Regions from separate parts of the Mus musculus genome. Here all the other regions are linked to region 1. Evidence: chromatin contacts called from public Hi-C and HiChIP or PLAC-seq data. All regions are on one chromosome and are shown on one strand. Each heading gives the region's core, a stretch centred on a gene start, on an enhancer-like site or on the middle of the called end of the contact. The rest is flanking DNA. Distances are from core to core; before and after follow the strand shown.

Region 1 (2,698 bases), core at 106-2,605:
TTTAAGACCAATCTGTGCTGCCCAAACAATGTTGGATGTGGTCTTCCTCTGGAGTCAACTCATCAGGGGCTACACTCTCAGAAAACTGTCTCTCCCTGCCTCCAGCAGCTAAGGATTGCCATTTGCTCCATGGCTGGAATGGTCTGGACTTGGCTTGCACAGATTTTGTAAATGCTGTCGAAACTGCTCTGGATTCATATCTGCAGCTGCCCCGGTGTGCCCATAAGATAATTTTCCTTGCAGCCTCCCACTGCCTCTGGCCCTTCCCTTCTTTCTGACCCTTCCTTGGGAATGATTCCTGGGCCTCCTGGGTGGGGGTGCGGTCTATTATTTGTTGCACTTTGTCCAGCTGTGGTTGCTGTGTTAATCACCACCTACGACAAATAGAAACTCTCAGATGAGGGTTGAGAGAGGTAGAAGATGGGAGGTGGGTGGGGGAAAGGGTACAGAAAGGCAGACCGCACCAGCACCGGGTGGGGTTACTAGGCAGGTCTGAGGGGTCTTTCTTCTACATCCCAGTCCTTTATCAGATACATGATTTGCAAATACTGCCTTCGGTTTTATAGGTTCACTTGCATTCTTATCGTTGGCAGCCGGAATGTACATGGCAGAGGCAAAGCTAGCAGAGAAAGAAAGGGCAGTAGAGAAATCCGCCGGTCCTGGGACACAGAGTAAAGTTGACTGTGGATAAGCATTCAAGCAAAGACAAGAGGGGAGGCAGCAGAGCAGAGGGTGTGAGCTGGGGATGTTGGTGGTGCTCAGGGAACACCAGCCCAGTGTTCCTTAGAGCGCCTGCTGCAAAAGTATCTTCTGGGAGGTAGCTTTTCCCTCCCAGACTCTTGCAACCTGCTGCTGCGGACTTGAGAAGGGGCCTTTCCCTCTTTGGTCCGTGGTAGCATGCAAGCTGGATTCGCCCTCTTTCCTCTCTGAGAAATGATGCAAACGTGGAAAGACTTTTGAGGTTATTGTATAAGATATACCAGTGTTCTGTGTTTCTTAAAGGCAGGTATCTGTCTTAAGACAAAGCCTGGCACACAGACTCCAGATAAACATGTCCCTTGAAAGCGCGATAGGGGTGGTCAATTGCTGTGGTTGGATTTTAACAGTGGCACACGTTTGAATTCAAGGAATAGCAGACAAGCCAGGAGAGAAAAAGTTGGCTTAGTTGGAGACAAGATTAGCAACTAGATAAATTCTAACCCTCACCACGCACACGAGCAGCTAGCTCCCAAGATAAAGATGTGCTCGGGAAGCAAGCATGCAAGCAGCGGCCACAAGGCATCAGGGTTCTTAAGGGGTGGAGGAAGAGGAGGAGAGAGGCAAGCAGAGGGAGGCGGAGCCTCCTTGCCATTTTCGGCCTGTAGAGGTTTGGAAGCCTCTCCTCCTCCCGCGGCTGCCTCCACCTGGCTCCTCCCCGTGTTCGCCAAGCTCCCCTCCCCCTTTCCCCAAGGACAATCTGCAAGAAAGCAGCGGCGGAGGAGAGCTAAAACTACAAGGCAAGAGGGAGGCCTTGGGTGGAGAGCGAGGGGCGAAGCCAAGAGTGAGGTGGGAGCGAACGTGCCGTGCCGGGAGCAGGCGGTGGGGAGGACGGAAAGGAACAGAGGGCCAGACGTGACAAGGCATCCGAAATCGCAGGCGAGAGGGGGGATGGGTGCTGGGCACTCGTGAAGAAGCGGAGCCCCTCGGTTAACCGCCCAGCACTTGCACGCTCAGATCCCAGAGGCATGGGCAGGGGTGCTGGGCTGTGTTGCACTTGGTTGCCTGACCCCTCCCCTGGCACATATCCAGTTCAAATTGGTGCACCTATGATGCTTCCAGGCTGTGTTCCTCCTGCCCCCTGCGAGCTCACACACATACGATTCTGTATATTTATATTTAGCATCAGTGACTATGTCACATGCGTGTCACCGTGAGTCCATGAAGTATGGGGGCATACGAACTGCATGTATTTTTGTGTCCTGTGCCTCTTGACATACAAACTCAGGAGAACGTGAGCCGCTGTCACAGGCCAGCTAACCTTGGTAGGGTGAACTCGTCTCTTCCACTGAAAGCACGACATGGGGAAGTGTGGGGGCTTCTACAGGTGATGAGCCAATCTGGTGACGAACTCCAGGAATAAAAGAAAAACCCTCAGGGAAAAAGAGCCAGAACAGTTAGATAAATGTTCTTCTTTTCCAAAATTTTGGGTTCCCATTGGGTTCTCTAATCATGTAGTCTTTCTCACGACCAGCAGAAATCGAGACGTTAGCATGCCAGGTTTATGTGTGTTCATGTTGCTTTCCCGGTTTGTCACTTTCTAAGTCCTACATGTGCCTGAGTGTTTTGATTTGCTTTTTTATTTCAAATTAGCATATGAGCTATTAGTTATCTCTGGGACATTTTAGAACAAAATTTCGTTTTAGTAGACCCTCCTTTTCTCTCACCTCCCCCACCCACCCCGTGACCCCTGACTTTGCTGTGCACCCCTCTGTTCTCTTCTCCTTTCATGTCCCCTCCCCCATCCTTCATCACCTATTCTCATCTCTCTTGGTCTCGTCTCTAATTTTTAAGGGTTTACCCACACTTACTCCCGTTCATGCGTATACAGGTCTACTTTACAGGGTAGGAGCTTCATATGAGAGACAGAGGAAATGTAGTTTTTGTCTTTCTGAGTTTGGGTCACTTAATACTACACTTTGTAGATCCATCCATTTTTCTA
Region 2 (2,698 bases), core at 61-2,560, 620 kb after region 1:
TCAGATACTCACCCCACACACATGTCCAAAAGGCTCTGCTCCAGACCTTGAGGAAGAAGGCAAAACTGAACTAGAAGCTACATATCTTCCCCACAGTACCCAAGAGGAAAATCAAAGGCTCCCCGTCATCAAATGAGCTTAGCTCCACTTCTCAGACTCTCTGCCGCAGTGATGTGTGGGGCAAGAAGAGTGTTAGAAGTGGAGTCTGAGGTAGCGGGAGAGCCTTGGGATCCTTTTCATTCTAGCGGCTGTTCCAGAGCAATACAGCCGGCAAGCAAGCAAGGGCTTAGGCTAGGGAGAGGTCAGAGGCACGGGGCACATACCTGGAATCACCTGCTTTTGGCCGAGTTCTATGACCAGAGGATCTCTGGTCAGAGAAGTGTCAATAATGCGTCCATCTACCAAACTGCCCTGAAGACAAAAAAAAATGGTGGGTCTAAACCCACCATTCTTCCCACAATTTGGGACCACCCGGAAGGAAGCAACCCCTTTAACAAACTTGTGTCCTGTCCCCATCTCCTTCCACCCACCACCACCATGGGCAAGAAGGAACAGGAAGCCCCACGGGGCTGGCGCTTCTTGGAGCTCTCTCTATCCTTCTTTTCTCAGCGCTGGAGAGGAATCGGCAGAAAACAAGGAAGAAAGAGAAGCAGGCGAGAGGACGCCCCCACGTGCGGGCTGATCCTAGGACTCAAGTTCTCTAGGATAGCTTGCCACGTGTCCAAGCCAAAGCTGACGTGTTTCAGCCGGGCGCCGCCCCTCCCAGGCCACGCCCCGGACCCCCAAGCCCCTCACCGTGTAGTGTATGTGGAGCGTGTCTCCAATGGCAGCAGATTCCGTGCACGATTCAGGGGGCTGCACCTACGATCAGACTACAAGGGTCAAGGCTGCTCCTCCTAAGCTCCTCTGGAGACCCAGCACCTTTTCCCCCAACTCAGTTCCTTCGCTTCTTTCCTCTTCACTCTCACAGGACCATTTAGAGTCCCAGGCTTCCCCGCGATCCCTGGCCGTAAAGGGGAACGGCGGGACATGGGGTGGGGGGAGGGGAGTGGCACCACAGTCTCCTCACCAGGGTCTCCACTTGGAGGGTCCGGACAGGACTTTCGGTTTCTGGCCCAGCCTCAGCCCGGCACACCGCCCCACTGAACAGTAGCAGCAGTAACAGCTGGAGTGGTAGGAGCAAAGGGCTCAGGGTCATGATTGGACCGGGTCAGAGCACCAGGATACCAGGGCAGGCTGTTCGGGTGCACGCGACCAGGACGGGTTCCCTCACTCCAGGCCAGACTGGTATGGGCGGGTTTTCAAGGCGCTAGCTCCTCCTCCTCCTCCTCTTGCAGCCCTCCCTCCACTTTGTCCCCACCTCCTAGAGGGGAAGAGACTGCAGAATTCCCTAACCTGTGATGGAGGTCGCGGATGGTGACCCATCTAACAGTCTTTCTGACCCATGACGACGGCTGGATCATGTAATAGCACATATTTGCCATTACCAACTGTAAAGAGGGGCGTTCGTTTGTCTCTAACCTGCGAATGGCCAGGAAAGGGAGGCACACACTTGTCCCCATTTCATAGCTAGGGCACTTGCCCAAGGTTAACATGGCAACTGGTGACAGTACTCAAGCACAGGGCTAGCATTTGTGCTCTGCTCGGTCTTCTAAGATCTGTCCCTTTCCACTAAGCCCAGAGGCAGGTGTCCAAGTCGGCTGACCCTTCACACTCCTGTTCATTCTGCTCTCGGGTATGTCCAGAAAGAGCTGGCGGCTTCTCCAGCCTCCTGTCTTGGGAAGCATTACGGGGCATCTTCCTGTAAAAAGTGATCCATCACAGATCTTCTCCTACCAGCAATGGCGTTTCCTTCCTGTTTTCCACAAATCCTTTTCACAACAGCAGCACGGACACCAGTCTTGTGTTTATGCAAGGACTTCAGTTTTTAAAGGGGGCTCAAGTAATTTTAGGCAGCCTTACCAGTTTCGAATTTCATGGTCTGAACACTCACTGACAACCTAAGCTGTGGTACCCAGCTCCTGGTCACTCACTCAAAGGCTGTCTGGCATGGTGTCCTTCCATACCATATTTATTCTCAGGCTGTTTCTTGGTTCGTTGTCTTCTTTAGCATTGATACCGGTTGTAAACACAATTCCACCTGTGTGTCTGGCCAGCAGCTCAGACTACACACACACACACCCAACACACACTTCCTCTTATTTGGAAGAACCTGACCTCCCTGACCTGGCTGTCTTGGTGGTTCTCCTGTACCGACATTCTGAGATTTCTTCCATCTCTAATACCCAACCAGTTTCCTTTGGGATTTCCTCTTCCAGCCCCATTAGCGAGTGCCTCCATATATAATGCTATCATTCTAATTAAGCTCTCATGTTCTCTGGGGGTGGCTTTGTGGTATTGGGGATCCAGTCCAGGCAGGGCTCTGCTCATACCTGGCAAGCGCCTTAGTTAACACCCCTAACCCAGGAATTATTTTTTAAATGCTCATTGTCAGAGGCTGGATAGATGGCTCAGTGCTTAAGAGAGTTTGCTGCTCTTCCAAAGACCAATTCCCTGCACACACATCAGATGGCTCAAAAAGTCTGTAACTCTAGCTCCAAGGACTCCAATGCCCTCGTCTAGTGTCCATATACACAATAAAAATAAATCTTAAAAAAAAAAAAGCAAAACCCTGCCTTCCAGATGTTGTGGTACACAC
Region 3 (2,698 bases), core at 118-2,617, 530 kb after region 1:
ACACAGAAGATATCGAACTAACCCTCAAACACACTGGGTTGGAGCAGTGGAAGCTGCCTCCCCCAGTTGCAGCTGGTGCCCTCAGACACAAGGGCTCCAATAAAGTTGCCTGCCGGTCCTTCAGTCAGGAGACAGACTAGGGTGTCATTAGATGAGCCCCCCCCCCCATCTTTTTCTTACCGAGGGAACAGGAAGATAAGATATAGGTGGGAAGCCAGTTGGCTTGGGTGGGTGGTCTTCCTCTCCTTTCTACCGCACAGAACCTTCTATAGATCTCTTGAACCCTTCCCAATTGTAACCGGAAGGGTGGGCAAGTGTCCTGAACTTACACCCTCCGGGGTTTCAGGAGCTAGAAGTGGCAAAGGGCTGAGTTGAGAAAGCGAGACACCAAGCACGGCTGGTGTCTGCCTCACATCCTCTTGGGATGCCCAAGCAGGAGGTTAAAATGCAAAAGGAAAATTTTGGTCGGGGGGGGGGGGGGAGGGATGTAAAAAGGGAGCGAGCTCAAATGATGACAGCTTTTAGAAGATCTCTTCAGAGATTGCGACTCTTTCCTCGAATGGCGGGGTGGGGGTGGAGGGCGCTGACTGGTGCTGGATGATTAGAACCAGCATCCTGCACACCGTACGTAATTCTGGTCTTTTGCAAAGCGGTAGGCTTTACCCTTCTTCCTTCCCAACCTCAGCGTCAGGATCGCACCTTTGCTCCACCCTTTAAGCTCACCTAAAACAGCCCCTTTCTGCCCCAGTTCCCGCGGATGCTTTGGCAATGTCTGGCACAATCCTTGGCAGGGAAGTGAAGAAGAGAATCTCCATCCCGGCTTAACTTGGATAAAATCTGCCCGTGCAACAGGTGTGGGGAGGCCTAGCCACCGTCCCCGAACTTCCCCCTTCTTAAGGGTCGGCCCTTTACCGCAGCCCGGAACGGAGAGGGCCGGGCACCTGTTGGGGCAGGAGCTGCTTTCATGGCACGGGTCTGGGAGCTCAAAACCATTTCTCCCTAGTACCACTGCGGGGTTTGCTTTGGGTGTCTCCAGGACTTGCAGAGAGCTGACATTGCCGGATCACCTGAGACCTCTTCCCCATCTGCTGTCCGTCCTCCTTTAGATCTCCATTTTCCTGTCTCCGCGTTCTCCCTGCCTCCAGTCCTCCTCTCTCTCCAGCCATCCTCCCCGCCGCCCGCACCCTCTCGATTCTCCACCGGGCTCGCGTCTGGTTGCGGCGTCTCTCCCCTTCCCCTCCCCCGCGCCAGCCCTTTGTTTCCCGGCGGAGCAGTTCCTGGGTTGCGAGAGTCCCTGTCTCTGCATCTCTCCTCGCCCCGCCTCCTCCCCGCCGGGATCCGCCCCGCCTGCAGCCTCTCCGCCCTTCTTCCCCGCCGCCCCGGCCCCGGAGGTGCCGGGGACCCACCTTCCCGACTCGCGTGCGCCCGGTTCCGCGGCCCCGGCGGGTCCCCCCTGGCTGCCGCGCCCCCGCCGCCCGCGTCTTCCCGGGAGGGGGTCAGGTGGGCGGGCACTATTGTTGTGGGAGCCGGCGGCAGATTCCTCAGCCGCGCTGGCGCGCTCGGGGTGGGACCGGCTGGGCTGGGGGGTGGGGAGGGGAGCGGTGATCTGAGCTGCGAGCAGCTGGTCTTCGCGGCTCGCTCCTTCCTTCGCGCTCGCGCTCTCCGCCGCCGCCGCCCGCAGGGCTGCGCGGCTCGGTGGCATCTCGGGCGCGGCCCGCCGTCCTCGCCCCCGGCGCCGCTCGCTCCCCCCACCCACCCCGGACTCCCCCATGTATGACGACTCCTACGTGCCCGGGTTTGAGGACTCGGAGGCGGTGAGTGCCCGCGGGGGAGGGTGGGGGGTGGGGGTGGGGGAGTTGGGATGACACCTCTCTCTCTTCAACCCTTCCCCCAGTTCTGCACTTTGAAAAACGCCTTGGCAGCGAGCGGGGCAGCGCGCGTAAGCCGGCGGGGGGCTCTCTAGGAAAGTGGGAAGATGGTCTCTCATAGCCAGGTATCCCAGGTACTCCGGTGTGTGCACAGGGACGCTGTAGGGGGAAGGCTCGAGCAGGTGGCCCCAAAGCTCAGGACATAGGAGGCTGAGGAGGGGAGGACAGAAGGCCCCGACACCGAGGTTTTTAGAGCGAACATGGAACATTTGGAGTTCCGTATCCTGGGTTCATGGGGTCTGAACACAACAGGGAAAGCTGAGCTCCGGGGGAGACACTCCGGACTTGTGCCTCAAGTAAATGACAAATTAGGGAGCTGGAAGAACATTAGCGACTCGCGTACCAGCCTCTGCAGACAGGAATTCTAGAACTTGGTCTCTTTTTCCTCTCTGCCCACCCCCCCTGCGCATGGCCTTGACTGCTCTCACTCACCACTGCCTCTAGCTCAGCTTCTTGGAAAGGCCACCAACCACAGGGGTGGGCCATCAGACTGTGTTCAGTCTAGCCCCCTGCAGAGGAGGGCCTGGAGGTGAGGCCAGGGGAGCTCAGGGGCATGGGGATGGGAAGGAAGCTCTTTGCTCCGAGAACCAGGCAACCAATAAATATTTAATTCTTCTCTTTGCTTTTATCTCCTGACCCACTGAGACAAATCAGCTCATTAGACAGTGATTCCCGGAGCTCAGAGAGCAGAAAGACTGCCTGGAAAGATGGGACAAGAGTTGGGGGGGGGGGTCAGTGTCAGAGCCTCATGGAGTCACCAGTCTCCCCTT

What was found. A called contact is a pair of places that touch in the nucleus more often than the background predicts. HiChIP or PLAC-seq counts read pairs in DNA pulled down with a chosen protein or histone mark.
Region 2: a contact with region 1 is called in an H3K27ac HiChIP or PLAC-seq map of embryonic stem cells, with 2.7 times the contacts expected there. The contact joins the promoter of Fkbp11 here to the promoter of Pfkm in region 1.
Region 3: a Hi-C map of the N1E-115 cell line shows a contact between it and region 1, with 2.6 times the contacts expected there. The contact joins the promoter of Cacnb3 here to the promoter of Pfkm in region 1. A contact is called at or near these places in 7 of 39 promoter capture datasets (the 3T3-L1 cell line, the SN4741 cell line, hippocampal neurons and 3 more), 2 of 484 Hi-C or Micro-C datasets (B cells and the N1E-115 cell line) and 2 of 115 datasets of contacts at active chromatin or transcription factors (large pre-B cells and pancreatic cancer cells).

Annotation. Positions count from the first base shown.
Region 1 is chr15:98,107,116-98,109,813 of GRCm38.p6, forward strand. Pfkm (phosphofructokinase, muscle) reads left to right here and starts at 1,356. Exons shown (of 23, transcript NM_001163487.1): 1 at 1,356-1,496.
Region 2 is chr15:98,726,888-98,729,585 of GRCm38.p6, forward strand. Fkbp11 (FK506 binding protein 11) reads right to left here and starts at 1,311. Exons shown (of 6, transcript NM_024169.4): 1 at 1,070-1,311; 2 at 796-861; 3 at 324-411; 4 at 13-46. The coding sequence starts at 1,198.
Region 3 is chr15:98,633,400-98,636,097 of GRCm38.p6, forward strand. Cacnb3 (calcium channel, voltage-dependent, beta 3 subunit) reads left to right here and starts at 1,368. Exons shown (of 13, transcript NM_007581.3): 1 at 1,368-1,814. The coding sequence starts at 1,770.